Linked DNA regions of Sus scrofa: region 1 is linked to region 2. The links are chromatin contacts, called in public Hi-C maps. All regions are on one chromosome and are shown on one strand. Each heading gives the region's core, a stretch centred on a gene start, on an enhancer-like site or on the middle of the called end of the contact. The rest is flanking DNA. Distances are from core to core; before and after follow the strand shown. Region 1 holds the start of TEAD2 (transcriptional enhancer factor TEF-4). Region 2 holds the start of HSD17B14 (17-beta-hydroxysteroid dehydrogenase 14).

Region 1 (4,087 bases), core at 253-2,752, 320 kb after region 2:
AAGTTGGCTGGATTTCTGGGGAAGCTTAGGGTGAGAACATTATCCTCTGTGTTTTCAAGGGAGCCGGGGTTGTGATGAAGTCTTAAGACCCCGGAGGAATGCCTAGGGCCCACGAGGGCTGAAACTTTGGGTATGGATTACTGGTTTAAAGAAGACAGGCGTCAGGGCCTAGTTGAGGGGAAGGGGGGGTGTGGGTGAAATCTGCTCAGTCCCTCCCCCAGAACAGGTGCTAGGATGTGAGCAGCAGCTGCCAGAAAAGAAGGAGGGGCCCAGGCCCGAGTAAGGCTGAGGGGCGATCCAGAGAGAGAGGAACAGCGACTCAGAGAGAGAGAGAGAGAGGACAGAGTCCCAGAGAGTAGGGGACAGAGACCCAGAGAGAGAGGGACAGACTCAGGGAAGAAACTCCAGCCAAGACCAGGAAAGACCCACAGCACCACAGACTGGGGGGCGGGGGCGCTCTGCCATCAGGAGCGCCAGAACAAAGGGCCCAGGCGTCCCCTCCCCCAGTTTCCCACAACCCCCATCAGGGGAGGGGCTGGCCGGCGAGGGCACCTCCCCTCCGGCCCCAGCCCCGCCCCTTCCCCCGTTCCCCTCCCCCCCATCCCCCGCCCCCGGCACTGTGGGCTCAGATCCAACTCAAGTTCCCAGTGACTTTCCGGAGGCCGGGAACGGGGGGAAAACTTTTTCCAATACAGTCAGATCCCGCCTCCCTGGCGGCTCCACGTCTTCCACAGCTTTCCCAGGACCCCAGAGTCCAGGCCCCCATCCCCCTCCTCCCTTGGACCCCGGAGCCCCGGCCGAGATAGACAAAGACCCCAGGCCGAGCCCAGTGGCGCTGCGGCGGTCAGGACCCCCGTAGGCCAAAACCCCAGCCCAGCTCTCCCCCATGTGGCCAGACAAAGGGACGGAGGAGCCGAGTCAGAAAAGTCCCCCCTAACTCCCCTCCCCAGGCCCCAAACCTCCAAAGCGACAAGACTGAAGATCCAGAAAGCCCCGTAGCCCACCTTCGGCCACCCAGGAGGCCTCCGTTCTCCACGAGGAGGACCAGGCGCCCACAAATGACACACACAAACCAATTCGGTCAGAAACAAGCCCGGGGTCCTTTCTCACGTGAAACCGACACCTCCACAGACACTCACACTCAGGCGCACACACCCGCCAGAGTCCCCAGCCCTCACCCATTCCCAGGCGCACAGTCTCAAACTCAGACCCATCAGCAAACACCCCGAGTGTGGCGAAAGTTCCAACTCCACACTTAGCCTCGGTCACGAGCGCACCCTCGGGCCCACCCCCGGTAAAGAAGAGGGCGGCCAGCAGTTCAGAGATGGGCCCACAAACACCTCAAAGCGTAACGCATAATTGCCCACCCCAACTCACACACCCAAATGCAGAATCCCCGACTCCCGCCGGCGCCTTCCTACCTCCCGGCCTGGGGCTGGGGAGCCGCGGGCGGGCGGGGCGCTGCGAGGGAGAAAGTTGCCCGGGAGCTTTGTTTGGGAAAAGTGGGAGGGACCGGAGGGGGGGCGGGTCCGGGCGCCGGACAGCGGGAAGGGGGATCCGACGGTGACAATTTAGGGGAAGATTTTTGCTTTGGCAAAAAAAGGTGAAGTCTAGCTGGGGCCTGGTGAGAACGTCCAGATTCTGGTGCTTAGAAGGATCCCTGAGAGAGGAGGGGTCTTGGGCGTCTGGATTCAGGGGTCTGAGGGAGGATTGATGGGGGCCAGGAAACCTGGATCTGAGGGAGGGGGGACTGGGGGCCAAGATTCCTGGGTCTAGAGAGGAAGGGTCTGGAGGCCTGGACACCTGGCTTTACCCAGCTGTGTGTGTGCGGGAACGATTGATAGGAAAAAGAAACAAAAGAAACTTTCCTGTTCAACCCTCAAGTGCATTTTTCAGGATTGAAGTATAAGGCTGGATTTTTTTTTTATCGATTTCCATTGATTTTTCCCCCCCATTGATTGCTTTCCTTGTGACTTCCTGAGAGTTAAGGGTGGAAGGCAAGACGACTGGGAGTTTATTAGAGGTTCACGGAGATGGAGACTCTCATGGACACGCGATAGTGGACTAGAGGTATTTGGTGTCCCAGGACCAGGAGAGAGCCTCGGTGCCTGAAGAGAGAGATAAGAGTCCCTTAAAAAGGCCCTTTGGGCTTCCTCTGTGGCTGACTACATGCCTTGTCTGCTATGGCGGCTCTGGTTCGATCCCTGGTCCTAGAATTTACACATGCCACTTAAAATTAAAAAAAAAAAAAAAAAGGTTCCTTAAAGATGAGGATTAAGTGTTCAAATTCGGGACTAGAGGGGCTGGGGTCCAGACTCTGAGGTCCTGAGGTAGAGGGGAGCCGGGATTCCGGGCTCCTTGGAAGATGGGACTCGGGACTGGATTTAGGGTTTCCCGAGAGGGCGGAGCTTTTCAGTGGTAGCAAGAGGGCTCCGTGTTCAGCGTCCCTACATAGCCTTCTATTGAGCGCGTTAATCCTTTCAAAACCTGGAGAAGATGGGAAGGGATGTGGAGAAACTCAGACAGATAAAAAGAAAATTAAGCAGTGGACGAATCAGAAGGACTGTTCAGAGTAGGGCATTTCATCAGCAGACTAGTGGAACTGAGGGCACTAGGGGCAAGATCTGGGGCTCTTAGGTGGGGCCTAGGTGTGCGGGCGTGGCTCTAAGTCAGGGGCGGGGCCATCTGCAATTGGAGCAAGACTGCGGCAAGATGGGCACGATCGGAGAATGCGGGCAACACTGGGTCTCCAAGGCCAAGGTCAACGGACAGGGGCGTGGTCTGACTATGGGGGTGTGTGCTTGAAAAGTACGCTGGGCTTTGGCTTAAAGGGTGTGGCTCTTCCCTTAAGGGCGTGGCTCTTCCCTTAAGGGCGTGACTATCCAATAGAGGGCCCGGCTCCTGGGTGAGGTCAGCAGATGGGGGCGTGGTCAAGCAAATAGGGCCGAGTCCAGGGCTCGCGGAGCTCACCCAACGCCCCAGGTAATCCGGCCTAGGCTCGAGACCAGAACTGTTTAGATATAACAGTCCTTGGACTGCGGGAGCCTGAGAGTCCGGTGGACCAGGCTGTGGTGTAGTATAAAGGCGGCGCCCAGAAGAAGGGGCGGGGCGTGGGAGAAGGTGAGGAGGAATGAGACCAGGATATGAAAGAGATGTGGATATGAACGCTGGCGAAGGAGAGGATTGAGATCCCAGTATCAGGCGGTCCTGGGAGGGGGGGCGGGGCCTGACTCATGGAGGGGGTTGGAGTGGAAGGTAAGAGGAGGGGGCAAATGGGCGGGGTATGAGGAGTTCCTGGGCCCGGAAGGGGTCGTCCTCTAGGGCGAGGGTTTGGGCGCTTAGGGGGCGGGGCCTTGATCGGGGATGGAGGGGCTCTGACCCCTGAGCTTGCCACAGGCTCCCGGCCCGCCCCGCCATGTGGCACCCGCTGGTCCTGCTGCTGCTGCTCCCTTCTGCCTCGTTGCCCGCCTCCACTGCAGCCCCGATCCGCGATGGTGACGCCCAGGAGAGCTCCTCGGGTTTTCTAGGCCTCCGCAGTCTACTCCAAGGCTTCACCCGGCTTTTTCTGAAAGTGAGCGATGGCATGGACGCGGGGGAAGAAAAGCAGAGAAGGACAGGGGCAGATGGTGACCGAGGGCTGGAAGGGGTTCAGGGAAACAGAGTAGGGAGATGGGTCACGGCCAGGTAGAAAGATAGATAGGAAGAGAACGCGTCAAAAGACAGCGAGTGACTGGGAGGCCGAGAGGAAAAAAGGGAGGGAGACAAGCAGAGAAAGAGAGAGAGAGACAAGAGGAGAGGGGAATGGGGACAGAGAGACAGAAGACAAATGAGGGGGCAGGAATAGGAAAGTAATGGGACAGATGGGGGCAGGAGGTAAGCTGGTTAAGCCCTGAGAGTCAGAGGGCAGAGAGGGAAGGGGGTTCTGACAAGGCTGCAGATGTCCTGGGGAGTCTGGAGTTCCAGCAGCTCACCGATTTCCTCCTCCGGCCCCAGGATGACCTTCTGCGGGGCATGGACAGCTTCTTCTCTGCCCCAATGGACTTCCGGGGCCTCCCCAGGAACTACCACCAAGAAGAGAACCAGGAGC
Region 2 (3,696 bases), core at 1,013-3,512:
TTGTCATTTTAGAAATGTAGAAACTGAGGCATAAAGAGGTGGCGGCACAGGCCTGGGGACACAGAGCAGCAATGGGACAGAGCCCGGGAAGCGGGTTGACAACTCACGGGAGCCGGCGTTGTTGACCACACAGTCCAGGCGGCCGAAGCGGCGGATGGTCTCAGAAAGAGGGTCTGAGGAGAAAGCTGTCTTGTGAGTGAACAGCATTGGCGCCCCTGCTGGGCTCCCCCAAGTGAGACGTGGCAGAAGCGGAGTCACCGCGGAGGGGACAGGACATTGTGGGGGCCGACCCCAAATCGCCAGGCATGGCAGGAGATGAGGAGACTGGACGCCAGGGTGCCAGAGACCAGAGGGCTGGTGACACACACCCTGAGCTCACTACTCCAGAGACCCAGGAGGGTGGGGGATGGGGGAGCAGATGAAGGGAAGGGGAGAAACCCTGGGAGAAGGAGAACTCTTACTGGATCCAGATCATGTGACAGGAGGGACCAGGGGCCTTGAAGGCCTGGGAGATAGAGGAGAATCTTCTCGGCAGACACAGGACGTGGCCAGCCGAGTTAGGAAAGCTTTGCGATGAAACTGAGCTGAGACTCTGGGGGCAGGTGTCATTTAGCCAGGAGATGGGGAAGGGTAGAGGGAATAGCATGTGCAAAGCCCGGGGTGAAGGGAGAGAGAGAACGATTGGAGATTGAGGGGGACGGGGAGGGACAGAAACTACGCGCTCACCTTCACATCATCCTCTTGAGTCACGTCACAGAGGACAAAGACAGACCCAGGCAGCTCCTGCTCCAGGGTCCGACCAGTGGACTCTGCAGGAAGAGAAGGGCTGGGGGCTGGAGCCTGGGTCTCAGAGAGGAGGGGCTGGGGGCCCAGGATCCTGGGTCTGAGGGAGGAGGGCTGGGGCTGGATCCTGGGTCTGAGGGAGGAGGGTGCTGGGGCCTGTATTCTTCTTGAATCTAAGGGAGGAGGCAGTGGGCTGAGGACTGGGGGACCCTCACTCACCGTCTTTGTCACAGATCACCACCTGGGCGCCACTTTCCACTGCGAATAGACAGGGAATAGGTTAGCCCTGCAGAGACCTTGGTGAAGATCTCTGCTGCCCTCTGTGGCCACCCGGAACAGGGCCGTTCCCCCCCCACCACCGCCCCAGCTCTGTTCCCCTCGTGACCCCAAAGTCTCATGATGATCCCGTAGGGCAAAAGGCAGAAGCCTAGCCTTCTCCTTGGCTATTCCAGGTGACTTCTGGGGCTCCTGAGTCTCCATCCCTGGGTTCTAGAGTAAACCCTAAACCTCCAAAAGACATATTCCTTCAACCACCACCCCCGGCCCCCCATTCTGTAGCAATAGCTGAGACCCAGAGAAAGGGAGTCAATGGCATTTGAAAATCCGCCGCAATCTCAGGCCCCAGGCCACCTCTGCCTTCCCTTCGTTAACTTTGCAAATTGGATTTTACGAGACAAGAATCTAGATTCCAGTACAGAAGATACTTCGTCCCACACCCATTAGCCCCCGGGTCCCTCCGCTCCCAGACTCCACTGTTCAGAGCCGACCAGACCCCACTCACCGAAGGCTCGGACGATCCCAGCTCCGATGCCGCGCCCGCCCCCCGTCACGATTACCACCTTCCCGGCATAGCGCGTTCCCGTTGCCATCCCGCGTCAGAAGGTCTCCTTCGGCCACTCACTCACACTCACTCGAGGCTTCTATCCCCCTCTGAAGTCCGGTGAGGTCTTGGGGTCGAACCATAAATAGGGGCTGGATCCTGAAGCCCGGCCCCGGGGGCGTTGCCAGGAAAGCCAGAAGCCTGGAACTTGGCCCCAGCCCCCTCCTCCCTCAGACCCAGGAGGCCGGTCCCCCAACCCTCAAACTCGGGATTCCTGGAGTCCGGCCCCCTCTGCCGGACCTTGGACTCCAAAGTCCAGGTCCCGGGTCCTCTCTTCCTTCAGACCCAGGAATCCAGGTCGCCGGCCCCCTCCTCCCTCAGACTCAGTAATCCAGACCTCGAGCTCCCCCCGTTCCTCTGACACACAAAGCTGAGTCCGCTGTCCCCTCCTCCCGCGGGACCCAGGAGTTCACCACTCCAGCTCTACCTCTTCGAGACACCGGTGTCACAACTCCAAACAGACAGAAAGTTATCGACTAAGAGTTCAATGTTTTAATCCAAATTTGGACAAGTATTGGGAAAATCAAACTTTGGCCAAAGTAGCCACTCCTCGGCCACCGGGAGGGGACCAGATCACGCCCTCAGGTGAGGGAAGAGGCTCCATCTGTCCCGGAAGTACCTCCGGGACACGCCCTCCAGCTCTGATTGGCTGCCCTGCTTGGGCGGGTCAGAAGCTGGACTGTAGCAGCGTGACTCTCAGAGGCCACGCCTCCTCGTCTGGGGTTAGCGCGGGAGGGGCGGTCCCGGAATCCCAGGTCGGCTCCCAAGAGGCCGGGCCTGCGTCGCGCCCAGTCCCTCGGTGGGAGAACCCCGTGGAGTGGGAACTGGCCACTGGAGGAGATCTTGGGGGCGAGGACACGCAGGGCGTGGGATCTGACGGAGGTGGCGACGCAGGGGGAAGAGGGTCTCCTCGAGAGTCCAAACTGCCACCTGGAGAGGACGGACGGAGAACGAGAATGGCAAACTTTGGGACCCAGAAGTCCCGACACCCAGGACTTTCCTCTCAAACCTAGGAGTCCAGGCTCCCCGTCCTCTCCTCCCCAGACACGGCAGTCCTGGGATCCAGTCCCCTCCTACTGGGGTCTGGAACCCCCAAGCCCTGTCCAGCTCTTTCTTTACCAAGGCAGAGGGTTTCTGGCGGTCGTCGGACCCCCCTCCCCACCAGGACCTAGGATTCCGGGCCTCCAGACTCCCTCTTCCCTAACACCCAGGAGCCCAAGGTCCCCAGCCCATTCTCACCTGTCATCATTCGGTGCCACTGTGACGCCTCAGCAGCCAAGGCTTGAGAGAGGCTGAGAACTCGCTCCCGGTGACCCTCAGATGTTGGTAAATAAGGGGTCGTGTTCCTCGGACTAGAAAAAAGAAGATGCAGGGGTGGCCTTGAATAATTTGCCTGTAAGGTGAGGACCACGGTGCAGAGCGTGTCCTTCTGGGAGTTGTAGTCCCTAGCATATGGCTCTAAAGGATTTTGAACAGGGCGAGACCCTCTTTTTAAGTCTGCGTGCATTATGGGATCTGTAGTCCAATTGCCCGAAAACTTCCCGACAGAGGAGCAGAGTTTGACAGCAACGGTGGAACCGCTGTGAACTAGGGCTTTCTCATTCCCCAGGAATTCAAGCGTCTCTGAAATGTTCTGCCATCCATACCCTGGTACTCAAGAGTACTCAGGAGACATTAATACTTAATGCTACTCCTCACCCTTTTGTTGACTTTCTTGCTTCTAGTTTGGATCTCCAATTCCTTACCTGCTCCAGGACCCAGAGCTTCTGAGCCATTTCTGGCTCCTGAGTGTCCCAGGGCAGGCTGCAAAGGAATTGGAGCATTAGAATTCCTCCCCCAGGAAGCCCTCACGTCCTCATTTTGAGGATGAAGTGAAGGAGCTTAGCGAAGAGAGAAAATTGCCCCCCCCCAAACATGGCAAATGTCTTTTTTTTTTTTTTTTTGTCTTTTTTGTCTTTTGTCTTTTTGTTGTTGTTGTTGTTGTTGTTGCTATTTCTTGGGCCGCTCCCGCGGCATATGGAGGTTCCCAGGCT

Evidence for each region. Hi-C and Micro-C count contacts between places; a contact is called where the count stands out from the background.
Region 1: a Hi-C map of heart right ventricle shows a contact between it and region 2, with 2.1 times the contacts expected there. The contact joins the promoter of TEAD2 here to the promoter of HSD17B14 in region 2. A contact is called at or near these places in 3 of 47 Hi-C or Micro-C datasets (blood, fetal heart ventricle and heart right ventricle).

What each region holds. Positions count from the first base shown.
Region 1 is chr6:54,460,823-54,464,909 of Sscrofa11.1, forward strand. TEAD2 (transcriptional enhancer factor TEF-4) reads right to left here and starts at 1,503. Exons shown (of 12, transcript XM_021094725.1): 1 at 1,422-1,503. DKKL1 (dickkopf-like protein 1) reads left to right here and starts at 1,545. Exons shown (of 5, transcript XM_021094734.1): 1 at 1,545-1,603; 2 at 3,397-3,571; 3 at 3,994-4,087. The coding sequence starts at 3,416.
Region 2 is chr6:54,141,881-54,145,576 of Sscrofa11.1, forward strand. HSD17B14 (17-beta-hydroxysteroid dehydrogenase 14) reads right to left here and starts at 2,263. Exons shown (of 10, transcript XM_021094705.1): 1 at 2,091-2,263; 2 at 1,565-1,730; 3 at 1,003-1,041; 4 at 727-809; 5 at 108-189. The coding sequence starts at 1,652. It overlaps PLEKHA4 (pleckstrin homology domain-containing family A member 4), which reads right to left. Exons shown (of 21, transcript XM_013998606.2): 18 at 3,448-3,466; 19 at 3,409-3,445; 20 at 2,903-3,015; 21 at 2,136-2,593. The coding sequence ends at 2,331.